Linked DNA regions of Gossypium hirsutum: region 1 is linked to region 2. Evidence: chromatin contacts called from public Hi-C data. All regions are on one chromosome and are shown on one strand. Each heading gives the region's core, a stretch centred on a gene start, on an enhancer-like site or on the middle of the called end of the contact. The rest is flanking DNA. Distances are from core to core; before and after follow the strand shown.

Region 1 (5,445 bases), core at 2,014-4,513, 190 kb before region 2:
CTTTATTCATAATTATTTTCCCTTTAAAGACAGAAAATCAGTAAGCTCAAGCACATAATTTAAAACGACAAGGCTAACATGAATAAATAGTTCAATCTTGCTGAGTTCGGTTTTACTTTATCTTGCGATAACAGGAATGTGAACTACTGTCTATGAGCTTGCAGAATAGGGCTGAACTTTCTTCTGCAGGAATTGCAGCATGTGTTCACGTTTCCAATTGTCAATTCTGCAAAATAATCACAGGAGTAAGAAGCCTCATTGTTTTCGCCAAAATGTGAGCAGGAATAATGCAAACGGAAAGTTGATAAGACTCTTGTTTCCTAAGTCTTAAGAAAGGCTGAATTTTATATGATTTGCTTTTCTGCATGTATCCACATATATGGAGAATAACAAGGTAAAACTTAGTGCATAAACAAAGATCATATTTATTCGTTTCGTATCTTTCTAAACAGCTTGAGAGCAAGCATAGAGGGAGAAAAAAAAGGGCCTAGGTAAAGAAAAAAAAATGGTTGGCTGTGAAGGACCAAAATTTGAATGAAGAGAAATATCATGAGTTTGGCCAAAGTAATCTGTCCAAGTATTCCTCTTTATTCAGTGGATATTATATCTCAAATATGAGCAAAAGATAGAAGGCACCTAACCTTATGGTTTCCTTATGTTGGCCCTCATCATCCAACATGATCAACTTGGGAGGAGAATTGAAAAGATATTGAACTTTAACTGTTGGAAACTTGTCCTTCTCTTCTTCAATGAAACCAACAATTTCTGGATAGAATACTAGTTTCCTCATGCAAACTTCCAGTATTGCACCTGAATAAGTAATCTGCAATTGCAAGAATATAGATGCAACTTCAGAAATTAGGAAAAGATTTAAAGAAAAAAAACACAGCATGCAATACCAAATTTAAGAAACTTCTATTCCCATTTAAAATGAGAAAGGTGATTGAGAACAACAAATATCTAGAATTTAGAAGCTTTTTGTTCTGCAATCCCATCATATATGGTTCGCTTCCGCCTTTCCCCCTTTTTTTAGGGGATAAATATCATTCCCTTTCCCCAAACAGAGCAGCAAAGAAAAATGATCTTAGAATATTTCTTTTAGGGGATAAATATCATTCCCTTTCCCCATTCTGACTAAAGAAATGCAGGACTAAGTGCAAGTCAGAAATGATCTTAGAATAGAGTTGTTGGTAGAAGGCATTTTAGAAAGAAGATAAGACATGATATATATTTCTTACATGCAAAGTCCACGAAGAAACTTAATACCCTTAATATATATATTGGTGTAATACCCTTAATATTTAATACAATTAAAGAGTGTCATTGTATCTGATGTACCTGCAGTACAATTATATATGCTAGAGATTCAATAAAAATGTAAAAATCCATGAACTCTTTTGCTAAAACGCAACATCCTCCTTTTCACAAGTCTCAATATAATCTGGGAATTAAATGACGCACCAATATAGAGCAGGAAAATATTTTTTTTAAAGAAAAACAGGGAGGATAAAGTGTAAGAGAGATTTAGAAAAATTACATGAGTGGTTAAAAATCTATTAAAGCATAAAATTTTGAACCTCTCTCCCGTGCCAAAGAAACCCATCTCCAAAGCATGTTTCATACCTTACTTGTAGAATCATCTGAGTCTTCTGTGCAACATTTCAAGCAGTCAGATATCAACTCTGCCATCAAAACACATAGACATAGTTACAGTCAGATTGATGCATGTAATGCACATATCAATTATTTGGTCTTTATTGTTGAGTCTAATATTAAAGATAAACACACCAAAGCAGCTGTGTTGTTTAAATTTCCAGTGTCACTCATTTTTTGTTAATCAAATGCATTACACTTGGCACACAATGATGGTTCAGCATACTTGAAATAGCATCATCAAGCAGAAGAATCACAAGGCAGTTTCATTTTGTACTGAAGGCACAAAATAGTTCTATTTCTACATAATAGTACAGTTAAAATGTTCCCAACTGCACAGGAAGATGACAATCAAATAGGTAACCATTCAGCTTTTTGGTGCTAGATACAGCTCACAGCAGCTAACTGGAGCTTAAGTTAAAATCCAAATGGAGCCTAAGGAATTTAAGGAGGCAGGGAAATTAAACACGAATGGAGCCTAAGGAATTTGATTACGCAAAAAGGAGACAGGGCAATTTGAAAAACAATAAAACTCTAATACTTAAAAATTAACTAGGATTTTCCTTAAAAAAAAAAAAAAAGCTTCCTAATGGACATTGCAGATGTGGTATTGAAATGATAATCACTTTAGAAATTTTGAAATTTTCAATAGAATGGAGCCATAGCTTGAGAAATTTGAGAAAGCAACTGGCCTTTTTTTTTTTAATAATCGTTCTGATCATATCAAATCTTTTTAACACAATTCCTAGAACTACCCATTGCCCCTCTCAACTCATAAATAACATAAATTGGGGGATAATGTGCTCCTACGCATTCCAACCCACCTATTCATGTATTTGCAACAATCTGCCAATCAAGCTAAGAATGGATCTGACCTTAAATTGGAAATTCTAAGTCATTTAACCACTTAAAATGTTGCTGCCTACTACAAAGATGCTTATATAGAAAATTATCATGATTATTTGACATTTGACCATATTACAAAGAGATGCATTAGTGCCAACTGGAAAACGCATCAAAATCGATAAATAACCCCCCCCCCCCCAATTAAAGATTAGACAAAGCCCTCTGATACCCTAAAATCAAAACCCAGAAATTAAAAAATAAAAAGTAAACCCAGACTGAAAAAACCAAATTTAATCCAAAGAATTCACCTTAAATTTCCAAAATTTAATCAAGCAAACCGCTATAGCAGCATAAAAAGGAATTTTCAAGTTTGTTTTCCAATTATTTTTTGAAGAGGATATTGATTCAGTACCTTTGTCCTTGACATACTCAGAAAAAGTGTTGCAATCAGAACAAAGGGCTAAACCCGTGAAACCCAGATCCTCACATTGCTTTGAACTTAGCTGTTCTTTCGATGATGATACAATCACAAAGGAGGCAGATGGAATTAAAATAACTATTAACACCCAATAATATAACGTGAACCTCAACATCTCTATCTCACTTTTACAGCTTCTTTCCTTTAACAAGTCTTCCTCTTCAAAGTTGAAAGTCGCTTCCTTCGCTTCCAAAGAGGAAAGAGTACTTTTGAGTTCTAACCTCTTTAAAAGGGAAACCGGAACGCCAGTGTTGATAGCGAAATAAAAACGATGTCGTTTGTTACTTTAACAATGTAAATACAAGTCGCTACCTTTGTCCATAAGTAGGTCAGGTTTGGGTCGGACAAGTTTCTTACCCACTCAATTTTTTACGAGATGAACTTCAAAAGTAATCATCTAACTATTAGGTCATCTAGGTTAAATATTTTTATTTTAATTGTTAACATTATTAAAATTTAACATTTCAGTCACTCTTTAGTTAAATCACTAATGATGACCTTTTTTATATTTACATAATAATAAATTTAACCCTTTAATGTTTACAAATTCTATTAATTTAGTCCTAAATCTTAAAAAATTAACAAATTTACCTATCAACTTTACATATTCGGTCAAATTAGCCATGATTCTTAAATACTAAAAGAATTAAATACAAAAAATTATTTAAAATTTCATTATTCAATAAAAATACATAAGATTTATATAAATACATACAAAATTATAAATAATTATAAATAAATAAATATTTTTTCTCATTTTCTAACATGAAATTTATTTATTAAATAATAATTTTATAAATAAAATAATTTAAGGGGAAAAAATCATGAAGAAGGCTTACGCAGTTTCAACTTTTCTCTTTTTTTCAACATTAATGACTATCATGCTCAGGTTAGGTAAAAATATTACTTAAGGTCGAAAAAGATGAGTGTAACACTCCTCGCTCGACCCGATTGTTAGGTTCGACTTATAGGATGCTACATTCATTGTCGGAGTAACTACAATCATTTTACAGTAAAAAATTTCATACGCATATGCACTTCAATGTCAATCATACTTATTTCATATAAACCAATCAAATCCAGTTTTAATCAAGCTTACGAAAGCTCTTTTGTCAATCCGAGCTCAAAATAGGACCAAATTGTGAAGTTTTAAAACTTCAAGGCTGACATCGTGACATTATCACTTCCATGTCGTGGAAACAGTTTATCATGCCATAGAGTCAGGTCATTCAATGTCGTAACGCCACTTACTGTCGATCGACGTTGCAGCGAAGAAGAATGGTCGTCGAGACAATGACTCTGTTTTTGGTATAAATAAACCATTTGGTACCTATTTCAATACTTCCAACCATACATAACATTTTATGCACCAAATATCAAACCTAATTGGTACAAAACATACTCAAAACCATACCATTCAAGTTTAAACATTCAATTCAACTTTTTTACAAGATATTCAATTCACTTTCACCAATTAAGCTTAAACAATTTCATTACCATTTGAGCATACTAACCAAATTCATTCAATTGCTTAACATTACCTATATCAAATTTATCAAAACATACCATTTTACTCCCATTACATACACAATTCATTATAGACATGTTTAATACATAAATCATGAACCAAATAAACCATTCACTAGTTTATATCTCAAGCATTTCTAAATTCAAATACCAATTAATAAGTTCATGTTCTAACTTACCAAAAGCATCCAATTTTGTTAAATTAAGAATTAACCACTTCATTTGTCATGCACATCATTCAAAACATCATAAACCAAATCCATTTCCATGTTCAATTCATCAAGATTTTTATACCATAAGGTATGTACCAAGAAACCTATATACACGCCACAAGCTTAACTTCAAAATGATTAAACATTTACCAATTCGGTGATTGGATAGTTGTTAGAGTATACCCAAAGACCAATCATGAGATGGTTGTAATTACATACTCATTTTACCTTGTTTGTTACTAGAAGGCAATGTCATTGTTATTTCAGTTTCTTTTTCTATTTATATAAATAAATTGATTAATAATAAAGTCCTGAGAATAATATGATTATTCTTAAAAGGCCCTTAGTCAAGTATTATTGTGGGTTTGGACAATAATAATGCATTGAGACTAATGTGTAGTTGATTGATGACAAAGTGCTATCATTAACATAAGGATGTCAAAATTAATACATATGAATGTGTTAGAGAATAACATACTGGACTGAACCACCATGAGTATGTTTCTTGGATTATTATGTAATAATTACAAACATTACTCATATTGATAACTATGTATATGATCCTCAGGCTTGAGGTTATCATTGTCCCAACATTCTGAGTTGTATATTTTGATACAGTCAAACGTCTACCATAACAGGTTGTACTATAAAGACTGATGTTAGATATACCATAATCCATGTAGCGAGAAATGGTTGATCAAGATAGGATTTATCCCTCTTACATAATAG
Region 2 (5,747 bases), core at 1,778-4,277:
AATAGACTAAAACAACTTGAAAGCTAATACCTATTATTTCTACTAATTTAACAAAAAAAATTAGAAAAAAAGGAAATCAAAATGGGAGAAGAGTTACCTGAGGGAGGGCTGCCGGTTGTTTCTCTTCTCAAATTTCCACCTCAATCGAAAGCCTTGTTGAGGGTTGGAGTTAGAAAAATGATTCTTAATTGAAGGCCTTGTTAAGGTTTGTCAAAGGGAGATAGAGTTGGTGAGAATAGAAGCATGAAAAAGAGGGAGACAAGTTTGGAAGAAAATAGGAAGAAGAACGAAAAAAGAGAAGGGTAAAGTTGAAAGTCTAACATAATTTTTCACCCAGCCATTCGTTGAATCCCTGTTCCGTGGGAAGAGTGCCGAATTGTAAACGGCACTTTTGCGTTGAATAAGACCGTATTGAATGAGGCTATAATAACCCATTACACCCAACCATACAAAACTTTAATGAGGGGCCCACTGAATTCAGCTGTAATGGCTTAGCATTATAGCCAACTAAACATGCTGTTACTTGTATTTCTTCAAAGTAATATAACACTTTTGATAGCTTTTTCTTAAACACTTAGTGTGTTTAGTTTTCTTGTGGCTTTTTTGTTCATTTTTTGCTTCTTTGCTTGAAAGTTTGCTTCAGTTTTATTTCAGTGCCTTAGAAAATTTCTGTTATTAAATTTCATCTTTTGAGAGTTAAGCTGACTTAGACAAATTTAAAACTAAGTTTCGTGATTTCAAGTTGTTTTTTAAAAAGAAATTTTCGAATCTACAATGGATAGCTATTACTTTATTGTCTAGGAACTACTTAATTTTCAATTTCTTTTGATTTTTCTTGCGATTCATGTTCTACTCAAATTCCTTACAACATTTCATATGTTTAAAGAGAGATTTATTTCAGAAAGAATGATTTAGAAATTCTATCATTACTTTTTCGTCTTCCCTTTGTAGTATAAAACTGAAAGCAAATTAGTAGGAAATAATAAAAATTGAAAAGGAGAACTTGATTTGTTTTTGGGAAAATGTAAAAATAATTTTTAGAAATAAAATATATTAAGACATTTTACATTTTTAAATTTTTTATATAAATTTTTTATTTTGAAGAAAAATTTATTTTCAGTGAATTTATATAAATTTTAAATTTTAAAAAAATTAATTTTGGTAAGAGATTATTTCTATGAAAAGTAAAATAAAATGGAAGAATTGCTCATAAGTAGGGGTGTGCAAAATTCGGGTAAAACCAAAAAAATTCGGTTAACCGACCGAATTCGGTTAATTGGTCGGTTAACTGAATTAATTCGGTTGGGGTCGGTTAATAATTTTTTGAGTTTTCGGTTAACGGTTAATTCGGTTCGAAACTGGTCGGTTAACCAAAACAATTTGATTAATCGAAAAAATTAATAAATAAAATTATAATATATAGATAGCTCACTATTCACTAAAACCAATTCAACATAAACTCAAATACCCAATCTAATATATACTAACCCAAGTACCCAACCCAACCCAATTACCCAACCCAATCATAAAAATTACAAATAATTTAATAAATAAAAATAAAAATCTAAAACTAAAAATAAAAATAAAAACATATAATTTTATACAAATAATTCAGTTAATTCGATTAATTTGGGTAATTCGGGTAATTCAATTAATTCGGTTAATTTTATACTTATTTTAACCAAAAATTAAAAAAAGATATAATTTTCGGTTAATTCGGTTAATCGACCGAATTAACCGAAAATTTTTTGGTTCGGTTAATTTTTTTTTAAAAATTTCAGTTCGGTTAACGGTTAAAAATTTTGAAAGGTCGGTTAATTCGGTTAATGTTATTTCGGGTCGGTTAACTGATTGAACACCCCTAGTCATAAGGGCTTGAGCTAGCAATCAAAGGTCAATAAATAGACACGTGGCATCCCTTGATTGGTCAGTATGCCATGTCATCAATTTTTTAACGGGGTTAAGATTAAATATTTTTACTATTAACAAAATTAAAGTACATATACTAAATAGGACAAATTAAAAGTGAAGATACCACATTGAAAGATTTGGTAAAGCATAAGGTAATTTTTTCCGTTATCCTTAAAAATATATATATCACATTTGCAATTTTAATTTATTTTTTCGTTAGGTAACGATGTATTTTCTAATATTAATATATATAAACATATTAATATATTATTTTTTACGGGATAAATATCAAAATTATACATGAACTACGATTTGATGCGTAATTATATACATGAATATTGATTCTGTGTAATTTTATACATGAAATTTTGTTTATATATTACATACATAAATAATTATTTTTATCTAATATAAAAATAAATTGATGTATTTATTTATTTAAATGTGTATGACTAAATTAAAATTAAAGTTTTAAGTATATATTTGAACCACAATTAGAGTTTCATGTATATAATTACATAAAATTAAAGTTCATATAATTGCACATTAAATCAAAATTCATATATAATTTTAAAATTCACCCCTTTCTTTAAATATTACATTTTATTTTTTATATCCAAACTTGTCATTATATTCGCAACTATCACCCGTACATTTAGTTTAAGAAAAAAGATTGTATGAAACAGAGATATTATCACGTTTCAATAATTTCGTGCCACATCAACATTTTCTTCTTAAATTTTAAAATTTTCATTTGGATTTGATTTTTTTAAAATAAAATTATTAAAATTCAAAATAATAATATAATATACAACTATTAAAAAAGAATACAAATAACGTCAATGGTGGATTTAAGGGATTGGCAAGCTCCACTCCCTAAAAATAAAAAATTATTCATTTAACCCTTTTAAAAATTTAAAATAATAAAAATTAAATTACATTATTACCACTTATAAATAATAAAAATTTAATTTAATATTTTAAAAATTATAAAAATATTAATTATTAAACTGTCATTGAAAAGAAAGGTACACGTAATTAAACTGCGATTGCATGTTTTCTCGCCACCACTAGTCTAGTCTACTGTACAGTGTGTGTTTAAGCGATGTCGGCTTCTTCTTTTCTTTTCTTTTTTTTACATTAAAAATATGTAGAGAAAATCAGCAATTAAAACAAAAGTTAGGGCTAATGTGTTAAAGTAGCACCAATAAAGTATCCCCCTTAAGTGAACTCTTCAACACTTGCAAACAAAGACGGAGGAGTCTATAAAGTTAAAAGCCGTCCAAAACCCAAACCAGGAAAGCCAAACGAAAAGAAAAAATGGCTTTGAATTTTAATCCCATCGCCTCGAAATCTCAGAAGCTCCCTTGCTTTGCTCTTCCACGAAAGGCCACCCTCAGATCTCCCAAGTTTTCCATGATCTCCACCATTCCTTCTGGCTCCAAGTTAGTGTCTTTCTTTCTTTTCATTTTGGCATAACCTTTTTTTCTTCTTCTTCTTTTTTTTTTTTACTTAAAGCTGATTTTGAATCTGGGTTTTTGTTGTTTTGTCTAACTGACATGGCTTTCAGGACTTCTCTTTTATGATATCTCACAATCTTAACGTTCTTGTTGTTTAATGGCCTCTAATCATTGTTATGATGAGATTTGAACTTTTTCAAATTATGATATTGTTGTCTTTGAATCCTTAGTAACAATGATGATGTATGAGTATGAGAATGAAAGTAATCCCAAAGTTGGTTTATTTTTACTGAACACAGAGAGGTTGGGAATCTGAAAAAGCCTTTCACGCCTCCAAAGGAGGTGCCTGTTCAGATCACCCACTCCATGCCGCCTCACAAGATTGAGATCTTTAAATCTTTGGAGGGCTGGGCTGAGAACAACATTCTGACTCACCTCAAACCAGTTGAGAAATGTTGGCAACCCGCCGACTTTCTTCCAGATCCTAATTCTGACGGATTTCATGAGCAAGTCAAAGAGCTTAGGGAAAGGGCAAAGGAAATCCCAGATGATTACTTTGTAGTTTTGGTTGGTGATATGATCACTGAGGAAGCCCTTTCAACTTATCAAACAATGCTTAATACCTTGGATGGAACTCGTGATGAGACAGGTGCTAGCCTTACCCCTTGGGCCATTTGGACCAGGGCTTGGACTGCTGAAGAAAACAGGCATGGTGATCTGCTTAATAAGTATCTCTACTTGTCTGGGAGAGTGGACATGAGGCAAATTGAGAGGACAATCCAGTACTTGATTGGATCGGGAATGGTAAGAATAACATACTTGCTACACAGTTTAGGAGGATGATTGAGTGATTGACATTTAATTACTCTTTTCAATTACAAAGAAAGGAAAACAGACAAGCATGCAAGATGTCATTATTTTCTTTTTATACAGTTCCAATCTGTCATTGTTAAACTAAACTCTTTCTTCTGTATAACGATAGGATCCTCATACAGAGAATAGTCCTTACCGAGGATTCATATACACTTCGTTCCAAGAAAGGGCAACTTTTATTTCCCATGGGAATACAGGCAGGCTGGCCAAGGAGTATGGGGATATTAACTTGGCTCAAATTTGTGGTAGCATTGCCTCAGATGAGAAGCGCCACGAGACAGCCTATACCAAAATCGTTGAAAAGCTGTTTGAGATTGATCCTGATGAAACAGTCCAGGCATTTGCTGATATGATGAAGAAGAAAATTGCCATGCCGGCTGAGTTCATCTATGATGGCAGAGATTATAACTTATTTGACCACTACTCAGCTGTCGCCCAAAGAATCGGGGTTTACACTGCTAAGGACTATGTTGATATAGTAGAGCACCTGGTGGATCGATGGAAGGTGAAGGAGCTAGCTGGGCTTTCGGCCGAGGGGCGCAAAGCTCAGGACTACTTGTGTGCACTTCCTTCGAGAATTAGAAGGTTAGAGGAGAGAGCGCAAGAAAAGGCCAAGGAAGCACCCAGTATCCCATTCAGTTGGATCTTTGATAGAGAAGTGAAACTTTAGGCCATGAAATACAGTTAAGACTCCTGCAATGCATTTGAGGAAACAAACACGAAGAAGCTGAATGCAAACTTCTCTTTATATATCCGATGTAATAGTGGTTGTATATGTAATAGGGTAGCACTTGTTTTCTGGATGTGTTGTGTCCTTAAAAAATAATGCCGATAGTGGCAGCTGTGATAGTTTTAGATGTTTGTTTTCATAATGTCTGTTATATCGTTGTACGAGTAGTATGTGTTGTTTTTGTTGAAACAATCTTCATATCTTAGTGATAATGCTGTGTAGTCATAGTTTTTAGTTTGCAATAAAAACTTCCTTCTCGATATTGGGTTAGTTTTGTTTTGAATGGGAAAACCTACTTTACATATAATGTGACAACCTTCAACATCTAACGTTGTCACTGAAGAAAACGCAAGTGGTAAATGTCAAGCTGTAGATCGTACTTTTTCTTACACGAGTAACATAGTTCAGCTAATAATATACCCACTGTTACTATACCATGACTACGGTTTTTATTTTTTATTTCTTATTTTTATACAATATTAGGGTTGCACTGTTTGATAAAAAACTTTAATTATGACTCTATACATTTTTGATTGAATTTCATTCATATTATTATTTTAAGTTGAATCATTCATTTGGATTTTACTACAGATGTCGAGTTTAGTACAAGAGGAAATAAGGAAAGAGAATGTCTTATTAGACTTAAAAACTCAAGTTTATTTATTTCGAATTCCAGTGATGTCGACAAGTTTCGTTTTATTATTTAAATAGAGTAACTTTAATTATAAGTTCTCTTATGATTTTTAGTAAAAGATTCTTCTAAATACAACTAA

The links. Hi-C and Micro-C count contacts between places; a contact is called where the count stands out from the background.
Region 1: a Hi-C map of leaf shows a contact between it and region 2, with 2.2 times the contacts expected there. The contact joins the promoter of LOC107957237 here to the promoter of LOC107948113 in region 2. A contact is called at or near these places in 2 of 34 Hi-C or Micro-C datasets (both in leaf).

The regions. Positions count from the first base shown.
Region 1 is chrA05:65,428,206-65,433,650 of Gossypium_hirsutum_v2.1, reverse strand. LOC107957237 (selenoprotein F) reads right to left here and starts at 3,263. Exons shown (of 4, transcript XM_016892705.2): 1 at 2,912-3,263; 2 at 1,624-1,682; 3 at 642-823; 4 at 1-226. The coding sequence starts at 3,092. The coding sequence ends at 151.
Region 2 is chrA05:65,236,998-65,242,744 of Gossypium_hirsutum_v2.1, reverse strand. LOC107948113 (stearoyl-[acyl-carrier-protein] 9-desaturase, chloroplastic-like) reads left to right here and starts at 3,027. Exons shown (of 3, transcript XM_016882581.2): 1 at 3,027-3,356; 2 at 3,671-4,175; 3 at 4,354-5,234. The coding sequence starts at 3,232. The coding sequence ends at 4,914. It overlaps LOC121229160 (a long non-coding RNA gene), which reads right to left and starts at 368. Exons shown (of 3, transcript XR_005926795.1): 1 at 98-368.